Linked DNA regions of Mus musculus: region 2 is linked to region 1. The links are chromatin contacts, called in public promoter capture Hi-C maps. All regions are on one chromosome and are shown on one strand. Each heading gives the region's core, a stretch centred on a gene start, on an enhancer-like site or on the middle of the called end of the contact. The rest is flanking DNA. Distances are from core to core; before and after follow the strand shown. Region 1 holds the start of Gtdc1 (glycosyltransferase-like domain containing 1). Region 2 has its middle 350 kb from the start of 1700019E08Rik.

Evidence for each region. Promoter capture Hi-C pulls out the DNA fragments that hold promoters and counts their contacts.
Region 2: a contact with region 1 is called in a promoter capture Hi-C map of the 3T3-L1 cell line, with 6 times the contacts expected there. The contact joins the enhancer-like site here to the promoter of Gtdc1 in region 1. A contact is called at or near these places in 3 of 39 promoter capture datasets (the 3T3-L1 cell line, frontonasal cranial neural crest and pre-B cells) and 1 of 115 datasets of contacts at active chromatin or transcription factors (large pre-B cells).

Annotation. Positions count from the first base shown.
Region 1 is chr2:44,924,212-44,931,363 of GRCm38.p6, reverse strand. It overlaps Gtdc1 (glycosyltransferase-like domain containing 1), which reads left to right and starts at 4,128. Exons shown (of 11, transcript NM_001362987.1): 1 at 4,128-4,222.
Region 2 is chr2:46,046,959-46,054,110 of GRCm38.p6, reverse strand. No RefSeq gene overlaps it. Among named protein-coding and RNA genes, the nearest start is that of 1700019E08Rik, 350 kb to the right of the region's middle. Within about 2 kb of position 3,905, at least 10 of the 459 cell types and tissues checked have an H3K27ac peak or open chromatin away from gene starts, as enhancers often do.

The DNA.
Region 1 (7,152 bases), core at 2,879-5,378:
ATTCTGTCTTTCAATAACACCTAACAAATTAATATACTCTACTCACTAACGTAATACAATCAGGAGAAGGCATGCACATACATGTATGGACACAACCGTGGCCAAAGTCTGGCTGGCTTATCCTTGGAAGCTCAAGGCTACATCACGTCAAATTGATGGCTTCAGGTTTCTCCCTCTACTTTGTCTGCCAAATTTTCTAATCTATTTCCAGGGAGGAAAAATACTCCTTAATTGTCTTGCAGTGTGCTAAACAAAAGAGCATCTGGTTTGGCTGAGCTGTCTTCCAGATGGCAAAAGGACCACTTGAAGTCATGGTAGCTGTCTCTGCACACTTCACAGGATGCTTTTGTTTCTTCTTGGTAGAAAGGCTTGCCTTCTAGCTCTATTCCTCTATGTGAGACTTCTCTTTTTCCCTAGTGAAAATCTAGAGTTCAGTGAGAATGTATGACGCAACTAAGGTCATACTGCCTACCTGGTCGAGGCATCACAGGTAACAAATATAGGTTATTGCTATATTCCAAGAGAAGAGTAAATGTTCTGGGAGTCATTTATGTGATGGAGTTTTGGTCCATAAAAGTAAATCAGATACATTTTGGAGATATTTATTCTTCTTTTAATATAGAGACAAAAATTAGACACAGATAGGAAAACTTAGATGGACCTAAAATTCAATAGTGTCCTTAAAGGTAATTAGAACACTTGTGTACTTTGTAGATTTTGAGTTGTGCTGGTTATTTTAGTCAGCATTCATTGCCTCCATATCACTTCTGACTCTTCAGAGACATTTCTCTTTGACGTCACACATGACATCATTGTTGTTAACCAGATTGGCCTTTGCTTAGTGCCTATCTCGTTGACCTTTCTGCTGCTGCATGCAATGCTATAGATTTTCTGCAACTAACACCACCTACCCACTATTTAGTCTTAACATTTTCATTTTCATTGCTAACCTTGCCAGTAACCTTGTCTACTTCTTATCTCCTGTCTGTATTATCATGCAGGCTTGCATTTGCTTTCCCAGGTCCCCATCTCTCCTTCAAATTCCCAATGCCAGAGGGACTAATCTTCCAAAGTCTTTACTGTAACCTGACCTCAAAAGCCCCTCTATTCACAAGGCTTTAATATCTCCCCTAATTCTTTCCTTCATGCTTTCCCCAGTTTCTTATTCTAGATGTCTTTGGCTTCTCATACAGTCTTGAATACATGAAATGTGACTCCTTTCGGGTCTCAGAGAGAACTTGTTTCATTGCTTTGCCTTTAGTACTTAGAAAACTGCAAAGTTCACTAAAATTTGTTGAATAATGACTCTATAGATCATATCATTCCCAATGTGTTCAGCTATAGCCTTCACAATTTCTATATTACTTCATCTTTCTGTACGTAAGGCTGTTCTCCCTGTCCATGGATTATATTTTGTATTATGTTTGGTGCATTGACAAGAAGATTACAAGCTACTGAAAGGAGAGATATTTTTATATTCTTCCTGCCTAGAAAAAAATATATATACATACATACACATATATATATATATTACTTATTTTTAAATTTATTTTTTACTGTAACATATAACTCACAATAGAGAACATTTACATTAACGTGGCTAAAATAAAAATAAAAATAAGCTGATCATAAGAATGGCAGGATAAAGTCCATGGGCAGGGCCCGGTTAAGGGCTCTTTATCTTCTATTTGAGTTTCAAGTTAGGTTTGTGGAATGAGAATATGATGTGGAGGATTTTCCTTGGGAAGGTGCCTTGTTTCCTTACCCAGCAGTTTGTAGGCTGTTCCTACGAGTGTTGTCAAGGACCTGGGGCCTAGGTGGCTCTTACCGACTCTTGCCACAATCTCCACATCACCTTGGACTTCTTACCTTCTGTTGCTTTCTATGTATGCTCACCAAACCCAAGTCTTTCTAAGTGGCATCGATGTGCAGTATTCCTAACAAGATTATGGCCTTCTGATCTTTTCACCTCATTCCTCACCCTCCTTTCTTTCCTGCCCAGTCTACCCACAACGATTTCCTACTAACCTGTGTCTCAGGTTGAAATCTAGGTCCTCTCCCAATGGCTCAATCCTGCATCTCCACCGGGCTTGCTCTTGTTTCTCAGCTATCGTGTTTTACCTCCCTGATCTAACTTTCCCTCATTCTTGGTGTGCCTGTTTTCTTCACAGTGCTTTAGTCCAAACATTTTATTTTACTTTCTGTCCTATACACAGCGCTCTAGACGATGGGTCTCCTTTTTGATGTTGTGGTCTTTAAGAAGTCTTTTCTTAATTCATGTGTATCATTTCCCCACTTAACATTTTGGAAATTACTGTTGAGTCCTTGATTATTAGTGTTGAATTATCATTTCATGCCTCATATTTTACCTCACCAATAATGTTGTAATTTTCTTGACAATAGAGATTTCATAACTCTTTTAATCAGGCACAGCCTTTGGCCCCTCTGAGGATGAATGTGCTTGGTTGGACCAAGGTTCCAGAGCCGGGGCCAGATGTCACTGAGATCATGCAGATGATCCCTGACTGAGAGATGCAAGTTGCATAACAAGAATCCTTGAACATACTAGGGTGAGATGGCTTCTGACAGCATTACCTAAGCTCACACTCACAGACCACGGATACTGAGACAGAGCCTCAATGTCAACGAATTTGGACCTTAAGTGACTTTATGCTTGTAGCTCTAAATCCTATGCTGACAAGTATGTGAGACAGGTCTTGGGAAATCTGGGCATATTGGCTAGGCAACTCATTTTCTCTGGACTTCAGATCTTAATCAGCAAAATAATAATAAAGACTCCCGGTGATCTTAAGTATACAATTCATGTATAAAATTATGGCTTTTTCCAGATTGATGAATAATAGTAGGCTTTGGGCTTTTCCCCAATATTTTATTCTGTGAAAAAGGATTTACTAGATCCATTTGCCATTTGGAATTCTCATTTTCAGCTTTCTGCATTCACTTTTTTTGTGTTTCCCAATTTGTGTAAAAGTAGATGGACAGATGGTTTATTAGGCTTTTTAAATGCTCGGGATACTGTTGTTCAAGTCAACAGAGGTTTTAAGCTTTGGAGGTCCACATAGAGTGTGGGCTTTGTTTAGAACAGAAGATCGTTTTCACTGTTCAATTTAAGGATAACAATGTTTTCTCACATAACTTTAAGCAACTTGTGGTTGTAACTCCAAAGGCCTAATCAGGCTCTGTTATTTTGGTATGCTTAATGCATTTCTGCACTACAGTCTGTTCCAAGTTGTAGCTTTAAAAATGAAGTTACCAGATAAAAGCATAGACCTACCGTTGCATGTTCTGTCTTTGCATGAATCATTTAATCCACAACGTGATCCCAAATACGAAATCACTAATTCAGACTCACAGAAATGTAAGGGAGATAAATTCCTATTTTTAATAGAAACCATTTAGACTTTCTTGGATTCTTTCTGACTTTTAATTGCTCTGTAGCTGCTCTTGTGGGGACCGCAGATATGTTATTATTAATACTCTAAGATGCATCTGTAATACGTATAGTCTCGACAGCCAAAAGGCTGCATATAAGTTAAGTACAGGAAACGCCAGCATCGGCTAGGAGAGGTCCCGCAAGAATTCCGAGGGGGGGGGGGGGGAAAGCGGGGCGTGCTGACCAATACCTGCAGGAGGGTGTGCACTCGCCTTGCGGGGTCCCCGAGGCTTAGGCGCGCCCGGAAGGACAGGGAAGGGGACTACAGGTGCCGGCTAGCCACCTGCCTGAGAACGTGCGAGCCGGTGAGTCAGCCCCCAGACCTCTCAGGGGAAGAGAAGGCCGCAGCGCGAGCGAGCGGAGGCAGCGACCAGAGGAGTGAGAGAGAGTACGGAAAAGCCGAAGGGGCGGCGGGGGCGCTGGCCTGACTGGAAAGCGTACGCGGGGCCCGTGGGCGGAGAGCAGGTGTGAGGAGCCGCGCCACCGTGGAGAGTTCGCCCAGCACCGCGCGTCCTCTGAGTCACCGACTAGGCGTGGAGGCCGCCGTCCGGGGGCGGAGCCTCAGGCTTGTGGGCGGGGAGGGGCGGGGCGAGGGCGGGGCCGGCGCCTGACGCGCCCCAAGGCCGCGGCAGCCGCAGCGGGGAGGGGCTGCGGCCTCGGTGGCGGCCGCGGGGGAGGGGCTCGGCGTCAGCGCGTCGCCAGCTGGGCTGTCGGTGGCCTGGAGGGAGCCGTGGAGGAGGAGGAGGAGAGGAGGAGGAGGAGGAGGAGGTGAGTCGCCTTGGCTGGGAGCTGCGCTGGCCGCGGGAGGCGGGGAGCGCGGCCCCTCCCTCCCGGCGCCCGCCTCGCGGGGCCGCGCCGCGCGGAGTTCCCAGTGGGGCGGCGGCCGCGAGGAGCGGAGGGGGAGGAGGGCGGAGCCGGGGCCGCGCTTCCCGGGCGCACGCGCGGCCTCCTGCTCTGCCCGGCCGCGCTGTGGCCCCGGGCGATGCTTTTCCCTAGCGCGGAGCTTGGGAAGGGCAGAGTCCAGGCGGACACTGGGACATCGTGCCATGGCTCCCGCGCAGCAAGGCCTGGCCTGCGCTTTCCTACTCGGGATCCACCTCAGGCGGCGAGACCCAACACCTCGCGGCCCCTCATTAGAGGATTCGGCATAGGCCTGATGTTTCCGCAGGATCCCGCCTGACGGGGCTTTCTAAAGCGAGGAAGGGCTCTTGGAGTTAATAAGTCTTTACAACTAACCGAACGACAGCAAAGTTGCATTAATAAATCAGTTTAACCCTCGATCTCGCGATAGGCAGCGTCTGCACCCCAATTCCCACTTCGCGGGGCTCGTGCAACTTTTACAGTCGTAGAACTACCCCTCATTGGATAAGCTTTGAAATAATTCTTAAAGTTAGTGCCTTGAGGCCCTGGGAAGTTCAAAGGAAAGGGCTTACATTTTCCCTCCCATCTGTATCACAGTTAAGGAAATGGAAAACGTGAATTGAAGGCGATCGTTCTCCACGCTGAGGATCATCGTCCCCTCTGTGCCCAGCTTGCGTGACTTAGCACCCCTGAAGTTGACTTTAAAGCTTACTGTAGTGGTTAGGTAAAGGAACTGCTGTGGGGGAAAAGGCAGTATAACTCAACAGAGCCATTTTATTGTGTCTTATTAACCCGTTTACCTTAAGCTTTATCAGTGACAAGAGTTTCATGTTGGAACCCACATACCCAGTGAGATACTGAATTTTCATTAGTACATTCCAGGTTTTGATGTGAAATAGATTCTCAGCTTCAACTGAGAAGAATTATACACTGTTGTCCTTAGGGTCTTGTTCTGTATTTAATGAAACAGTTTAATATTGAGGATTGGGGAAACACATTTTGAATCAGGATACTCCGACAAACTTAAACCATACCTACGAATACACTTTATAGCAACACAGTGTCTTTACTTCTGTTCTGAAATCATGCTGACAGTTTTACCTTATAAATCCTAGACTAATAGGACTCTCTGTTGGTGAGGGACCTCAGCAGTGTTATTCAGCTTCACTATTTTACATTTTCCAGAGATTTAGAAGGAACTAACAGAACTACTTGCCTTTATTAAGGATTTACTAGATGGACCCTTCTGATAGACACTCTTGTACCAAACTTGATCCTGATTTGACCAACTCCCCAGCCCACTGAGAAAGTAAAATGCTTTCCTGACCTCTGCTTCTTTCTCTCTTGATTATGGTATCTTAAAACCTGCCAAGTAATCACTGACTTTCTTTTTTAGCCTCCCTTTCAGATCATGGAAGAATAATTTCTAATTTTGACGAATCAGATACAAGTGATACAATTACTTGCAGTTGGCCAACTATTCTTACATCTATCTCTTAAGTTGAAGCATTTCTTTCTATTTTAGTTTAAAAATTTGAATTTAGTCATTTTCAGGTTTTATTTTTAGGAAACAGGTTCTTATATAGCTTAGGGTCAGAAATTTATTATATAGTTGAGGCTGGTTTTGAACTCCTTATCCTCATGCTCCCACTTTCTACCATGCCAGGGTTTTATTAGTTTTTATTAATTTTATTAGTCATATTCTTTAAAAAACATGTTTAATTAAAAAAAAATTGTGTGTGTGTATTCACATGTGAGTGCAGGTGTCTGTGGAAGCCAGAGGTGACAGATGCCCTGGATTTGGGGTTATGTAGATTCTGGGAACTGAGCTGGGGTTTTCTGTCAAAGGAATACACAGTTTAAAAAATTAAAAATATATTCTTTTCTCAGATATTATTACATCCCTACCACAGATTCTCATCCCTCCGCACCTTCTAGTCCCTTCTCCGCCACTCCTCCTCCATTGCTCTTCAGAAAACAGCAGGCCTCTTATGAATATCAACCAAACAAGACATGTGGAGTAAGACTAAGAATCTCTCCTCATATTAAGGCTGGGCAGGGCAGCTCAGTAGGAGGAAAATGGTCTCAAAAGCAGGCAAAAGATTTAAAGAAAGCCTTGCTCTCACTGTTAGGAGTCTCATAAGAAGACCCAGCCATACAACTGTAACATGTATGCAGAGGGCCTAGGGCAGACCCATGCAAGCTCCCTGGTTGATGGTTCAGTCTTTGTGAGCTCCTGTGAGCCCAGGTTAGTTGATTCTGTGGGTTATCTTGTGGTATCCTAGAGTCCTTCCCCTTCTCCTTCTGCAGCTTTTGTTTGGCTGTGGGTCTCTGCTGAGAATTGGGCTAGGCACCAGTCTATGAGTGTAGCAGAATATCATTAGGAATCCTTTCATTGGTTTATTTTATTTTATTTTTGCCACTGTGTTTGGTTCTATCATAGGTCTCTGTGCTATCCAGCCACTGAGTCCTGGCCCTCCCGGTTGGCTGAGTGGTGGGCTCCCTCTCTTCTCATGAATCTCATGCTGGACCAGTCATTGGTTGGCTACTCCCTCAATTTGTGTCACCATTATCTTAGAACATTTTGTAGACAGGACAAACTGTAGGTCAGAGGTCTCACATTTGTAACTGATAGATCAGGTCTGTCCCTGTCATTCATATTCTCGAATCTGGTAGTCTATGAGTCTCAGAAGATTGGTATACCAAAAGTTTTAGAGTTATAGTATGTATGATATTCGGATGGAGAGATCCAATTTAAAAGAGAATCCTAGAATGCAGGAACCCTGAGGTCCTTGTTTGGGTGGGTTGGGATTTTTTTTACATCCCCCACAGCACGA
Region 2 (7,152 bases), core at 2,656-5,155, 1.1 Mb before region 1:
GCCTTGAGTTGCATGTAAAGAGTCCTCCGATTGCTGTGTTGATCGTATAAACAAACAGCTGGGACTCCTGCAATAGTTGTTTTGGTTTAGGTTTTCTCAGGCCTAGTTTTTGGCACTGGGTAAGAAAGAATTCTTAAAGAAATATTTAAAATATAAAAAATATTCACATACATGAAAACCAAGAATTTTTAGCTTTGAATTTTACTTATTATGCTACTTGTTGTGGTTCCTAAAACCCGCCCAGAATATTCTAAGTGAATAAAAATGCACAAATATCACTTTCCAGTCAAATGTTACACTTTGTGTTTCTAACATTCTACATCAATTACTATACCGGAGATGTTAATCTATTTACTGAGTCTAGAATTTGCCTCACCATACTAAAGATCACTTGTGACCCAGGAATACAAAAGTAAGTAAAAAACAGAGAACCATGGTAATTTTGACATTGAGTCTACTATGTGCAATTTGCATGACTATATTCTTTTTAGTTGGAAGTCAAGGGACATTCAAGCCACCACCCTGTCAAGTAGTGTGCCATCCTCCTGAGCCACTAAGCACTGTCTTTGTGCCACTACATTCCTTGTGAATCATTACGTTTTTACAAATTCCCAGGGTGATTATGAGTGTATGGTGTCTATAGTTGGGATGTTATTTGTTATACCCTTAAGTAAATCACTTAAGTTGTCTGAGACAGTGCTGGGATTAAAGGCACCAGTCATAGAGACATTTTTAGTGGCATAGCCACTAGTAAGGAGCCATGGCTCTAGTACATGGTTCCTCACCTGTGCTCTTGGAAGAAACACTAAAAATGGATCACCAAAACAACACCATCGCCACCAAAACAACCATGAGGCATAGAAATGGGTTAGCTGGGAAGCAAGGGTCAGCAAGCATAAGAGGAGGCCAAAGTATAATAATGAGGGTGAATGTGTCAAAAACAATGGAAGCTATTACTATGTAAAATTATATATGTGAATAAAAGAAACAAATAGTCCACAAGGTCAGGTAGTAACTCTGATAGAAATTCAGCCTTTTTGTGCCTAGTCAATTCCAAAGGTTGGGCATGAAGGACTTAGGATCTGTGATTTGGAAGTCCTAGAATCAGTCTGCTATGGGTCTATCGGGGTGTCTCTAAGTGGGTTGATTGGTTTGTTTGTTTTTTTAAGACAGGGTTGTATGAATATCAGCTTGGCTTCAACCTCACTTGGTTGCCGAGGATGCCCCTGAGTCTCTGATTTTCCTGCTTCCATCTTCCACATGCTGGGATTATATGCATATGCCACCAGCCTGGTTCTCCATGGTATAGGGAGTGGACACAGGTCCGCTCTATGATGGTTTTGAGTTACATTTACACAGTTACAATTGAGTTACAATTACATAGATCAGCATGTCAGTTTATAGATGCTAGGAGTTGTCATTGAAAAACGAATAATGCAGTTTTCACCTGGACATGGTGTTACATGCCTTTAACCCCAGCGTTAGGGGGCTGAGGCATGTTCAAAACCAACCTGATCTACATGTCAAATTTTAAGTCAACCAGAACTGCATGAACCCTGCTTCAAAAGAAAATAAAAACTAATAATGATGCAATTTTTGATCTGTACTAGTTATCTAAACCATCACTTTACAATCTAAATTCCCATCAATGACTAGTGTTCAATGATTATAAATTAATTATAAAAGACAGTAGGCTACGATTTGGATGTGTGCAGCTCTAAATAAATGAATCCTCAAAAGACTTTCGTGTGTTTAGCATCCTTAGTAAGTACTGTTCTGATATGTAACATATCTGAGACAAGGGTTAACGTAGCCTTACCCAGGTGGGATCCTCCTGTTTCCCACCCCTGCTTCAGGATGACAGACAGTTATCAACAGGCCCGGTTTTATGCAGTGTTGGGGACTGAATCCAGGACTCTCACATCCTAGTCAAGCCCTCTATCAACTGAAATTACCAGTCTTGTTCTTTTAACTTTTTACATAAAAACAATGGTTGGAAAAAATAAACTACAGAGTAAGTAAAATTAATAAAAGAAAAAAATTTAAAAAGTCCTAGAAATTGGTAACCTTTTAATTTAAAAAAATAAATTTAAATGTATACAATTTTAAAAAAAATGAGTGTATGGTGTCACTGGAAATTTTCCTGGGAATGGTTGGAAATATGTATGTGTGTGTGTGTGTGTGTGTGTGTGTGTGTTTCATACATCTAGAAACTGAAAAAATCTTTAAATATGCATTTGCTCAAACAGTAATAAAAAGTAAGATGAGAAACATCTTCCATGGTACCATTGTTGACTGCCAGGAAGCTCCTCCCTAGTGCCAGGCAGAGTTCAGGATTGTGAATTCATCAGGAAAACAGCATTGGGGTCAGAACTGTATGAGACTCAAAGGACGTTTTTCTTCACATGTATGTCACACTCTGTGAGGATGTGCCCAGCTATTATTATATTATTGTTGGTGTAGATATGAAGTTCCTTGGATTTCGGCCTGCTTGTAAGAACACCAGGATTATATCAGGGTGTATACCATTTCTGCCTTGTTCAGCCCCCACTATGACTCTGAAAGTAGCCTGAAATTATTTCTTTGTTCTTAGTAATTCAAAATAATAAAAGCAGGTTGATCAGGACATTTAGTTTGCCATCTAAGATATTTAGAGTCAGACTGGCCCATTGTCTCCTTTGCTCTGACAGTCTGTACTAATCTGTCATGGTTTTAAGGCGTGGCTTCGTTATAATTACACATTTTCAGCACCGTAGTTGAGAAAAATGAAAATAGTTAGGAAAGCAAGAATGAAGTAGACAATTTCAGGATTTAAACAAACAAACAAACAAACAAAAAACTATAAAAATGTGTTAAAATGGTAAAGAGACTGGGGTAGCGTTTTACCTACCTGGCTATGGATTATCAGAGAGCCATCCATAAAGGTAAGAAATGAAAATTAATCTGAATTCAGGAAGTTTTGGTGACTCAATCATCTAGAAATGGATGACTGTGGAACTGGCAGTGGGCGGTACTTATCAACCTTGCTCCTGTTGACTTTACCCCAATAGTGGGTACAAAGCTCATGGGATACAATTAGAGGACACACCTGTTAAAATTCAGCTGCCTCAAGGAGGGTGGTCCTTAATCCTAACCACTGAACATTAGCTGAGTAGATTATTTTGTTTTTAATTTTTCAATCACACAAATACTGCTGTGGGCTGGTCTCAGACTTAGATCTTCTCAAGAGGCTTCAGGTCACAGCTGAACAGCAGCGTCTTACCCTGTATTTCACATCTTTTCTATTTTGATATGTAAATTGAAATTTTCATTTGATGTATCTTTATGTCTGGCTTCTTTAGCTCTGATTTATTTTAGGTTTTAAAATGTGGCTATATTTACTGGGTATCAGTTTTTAGCTGATGAGTATGCAGAGATGGTTTGATGTGGGATAATCCTTCAGCATGGGATTTGGAGAAGAAGCTTGAAAACAGTGGCCCTGTAGTTGTCAAAATGTGCTCTAGATTGGAGCTTTAACTTTAGCATCAGCCTCCCACAGAGCAGTCAAGAAGTGGAAATAATGTGGCACCGCCCAGTATCTCCAGAATGTGATACTGGAAGGGTCCCGGGAAGCATACTTTTTATAAAGATGTCTAGAGAACTTAGAAGTACTTTAAGGCTGAGAATGGATTAATTAGACATTCTGTAAAACCATGTTAAAATGCATTTACAAACAGTGGGCAACTAGAGACAAACTGTGTTTGTCTTGCATTCCTGTTTTGATTAGAAAGATTGCGATTCCAGGAAAGTAGGAGTCATGTTCATGGAAAGACATTTGTAAATTATCCCTAGAGTAATCCATGCCTTTGCTTGTAAGTTTGCTAGTCATAAGTTCTGAAAGATTCTGAATAATTCAGCCACAATCCAGACATACAAGAAGAATGCAAGCTCTATAGTAGTTGACAGGCATGGAAAAAGGTGGGACTCTAGTCCACACATTCCAAACTGCAGACTTAAAATGAACAAATGTCTCAGGGGATGTTGAAATATCTTTTAGTCATGAAGAGATAACATGAAATGAATCCTATAATAAAAGACTTGTTTGAAAATCATCTCATATTATGGGAGTATTTCTACACAAATAATTCATTCCCCAAATCTATGCCAAAAAAGATTATTAACAGTAAAGGAAGCAAAGGAAAACCTTCTAAGTATTAATCATTGGCTTAAAATTAGAAAAAAAAAAAAAAAAGGAAGATCAGCAATCTCCTTAAGGGTTTAAAAGAAAATTGTACTCAATTCAGATAAGAGTCAAAACTGAGCAGAGGGAAGTTCCAAGAGGCCTTGGATTTCTGTAACAAAGCTTTCTCTATTCTAGGGAGACCTTGACTAAAGTTATCTGACACGTTGGTTGTTATTTAATTTAATTTAATTATATTGGGGTTAGTTTTATCTCCAGATAGTCCCAGAATAAAGACATTAGATAATGACAGCCTAGTGTTTTAATAAGGAAAGGCAAAATGAAATATACATGTACTACAAAAATATTATATAATATATATGGCTACAAGATGCACTTCAACCTGGATAGTTTTCATTTAAACTCAGCTCTTATACATGTGTAGCATAAGGACCAGACAATAAATCAGAGCAAATGAGAACATGAGTTTGATAAATCAACTGTTAAAACAAATCGTTCACGCTCATCTTAAGTGGAAACTGACAGGTACTTTGGAAAGCCTGTTGGACGGTGTTTTGCTGGGGCAAACCTGAAGGAATGTCTAGCTGAAGTGGACACAGGTGAAAGACTGAGGCTTACTCATGAAGGAAGTTTTCACTGAAGCACACACAGGAGAGAGAATGTTCTGCTAAAGCAAGCACATCAAAGGACACGTGATCTAGGGCTCTTTGCTAACATTAGAAAAGTTGATTGCATAGTTGATCTTCATTTTTCAAGACTCCATGAGAGAAATGTACCCAAAAACTTCTAGTGGTTTGTTGCAGTTTCTTGCCTGTTCTTCAGATTCAGGCTGATTGGCAGATTGATATCCACTGAGACAGATGTACTGAGGCAAAACCTGGGGAGGACATATGATGTTTAGAGGGTTTAAATAGAACTTGAGGGACAGTGACAGAGGCTGAGCTAGACTTGCTTATAAAGCTGACTGTGCAAACCTTGTTGGCCTAGAATCTTCACTGGTCTTCGACTCACCTGAGAGAGGCACAGCTGAGAACCTCTCCTAGCATCCCTTAGGCTCTCTCCTACTGACTCTTACCAAGGCTGAGGCATGGCTGTCTCTGCCAGTGCCACCAGTGCTGATTCATGTTTGTTATCCCGCCTCTACCAAACTGGACTGCTGAAGTATCCTCAAAGTGTTTGTAACTGAATCCAGCTGCTGCTGCTAACCTGTGAAATGAACTGCCAATTTCCAGATAACACATATGGGATTTGCTCCAAAGAATCTTTCTAAACAGGTCTACCTTCCCCATATTCTTTATTTTCTATTACCTCTGGTGGGTGGTGGACAAAAGGGAGATTAAATTGTTTAAGAATCATTATTAAAAATAGGTTTTGAAAAAACTAAAGTTACACTCATCAACATTGAGTTACCAATTTGTACAGTGGCTTAAAAGTCACAGACCACATGAAGTTCAAGAAGAAGAAAGACCAAAGTGTGGTTGATTCGGTCCTTCTTAGAAAAGGAACAAAACACTCATAGGAGCAAATATGGAGACAAGGTGCAAAGCAGAGACTAAAGGAAAGGCCATCCAGAGACTGTTCCACCTGGGGATTCATCCCAGATACAGTCATCAAACTCTGACACTAACATGTATGCTAAGAAATGTTTGCTGAAAGGAGCGTGATATACCTGTCTCCTGAGAGGCCCTGCCAGGACCTTACAAATACAGAGTCGGATGCTCACACCCAACCATTGCACTGAGTGTAGGTTCGGTTCCCAATGGAGGAGTTAGAGAAAGGACTAAATGAGCTGTAGGGGTTTACAACCCCATAGGAAGAACAGCAATATCAACCAACCAGACTCCAGAGATGCCAGGGACTAAGCCACCAACCAAGGAATACACATGGCTTCAGCTGCATATGTAGCAGAGGATGGCCTTGTCAGGCATCAATGTGAGGAGAGGTCCTTAGTCCTATGAGGGCTCGATAGATGCTGTAGTGTAGGGAAATCTAGGGAGGTGAGGCAGGAGTGGGTGGGTGGAGAAACACCCTCATAGAAGCAGGGGGAGGAGGAGAGGGAAGGTGTTTCTGTGAGTGGGGGTGGGGGACACCAGGTAAGGGGATAACACTTGAAATGCAAATAAATTAAAGTACATAAATACATACATACATACATACATACATACATACATACATACACACATACATAAAGGCCATCCAGAGACTTCAGATCCAGGCATACATCTGAAATGTAACAAGACGGTCTATTCACTAGTCTTATATTGGATGCTATCCAATAATGTAACACACTACTTTTTTTCTCCTACAGGACACTTACTGAGACCCTTAAGAACTCATTAATCTGGGAGGCCTGAAGAACATGAAAAGTAGATGATCAATTTGAGGATACTTGATACCACTGCAAATACCTTGATGCAGGATACTTCCATGGTTGAGTAAGAATCGCAAGACTCTCCAATGTCTGGAAGTAGTGATGGTTACCAAACTCAAGGCTGGTTCTATGTTGATATGTGCCAAAAAAAAAATCCTGCAGAAGAAACTAATTTCTATCATACCTGCACATGTATACTGTAGGATAGTAACAATGAAAATACAAAAAGGAAAATCTAAGGTAACTCATCATTTTTTAAAGTGCCTTAGGAAAGTACAACTACTCTCCTAAGTACATTTAGGAAATAGTTGCTTTGAACAGTCAGGAAAGATTTTGGAGAATATATATATATGTATGTATGTGTGTATATATATATATATATATATATATATATATATATATATATATATATATTGGAGAATATATATATGTCACACAAACATTAGCTTTCCAGCCTAGAATTCAGTATTCTTTTCATTTTTGTACATTTATTTAATTATTTTTTTGAACACATGGGTGTGGTGCATGTGTGTAAGTGTTTCTGTGTTTCTGTGCCATGGCATTTGTGAGCAGATCAGATGAAAACTTCCTGGAGTCTGCA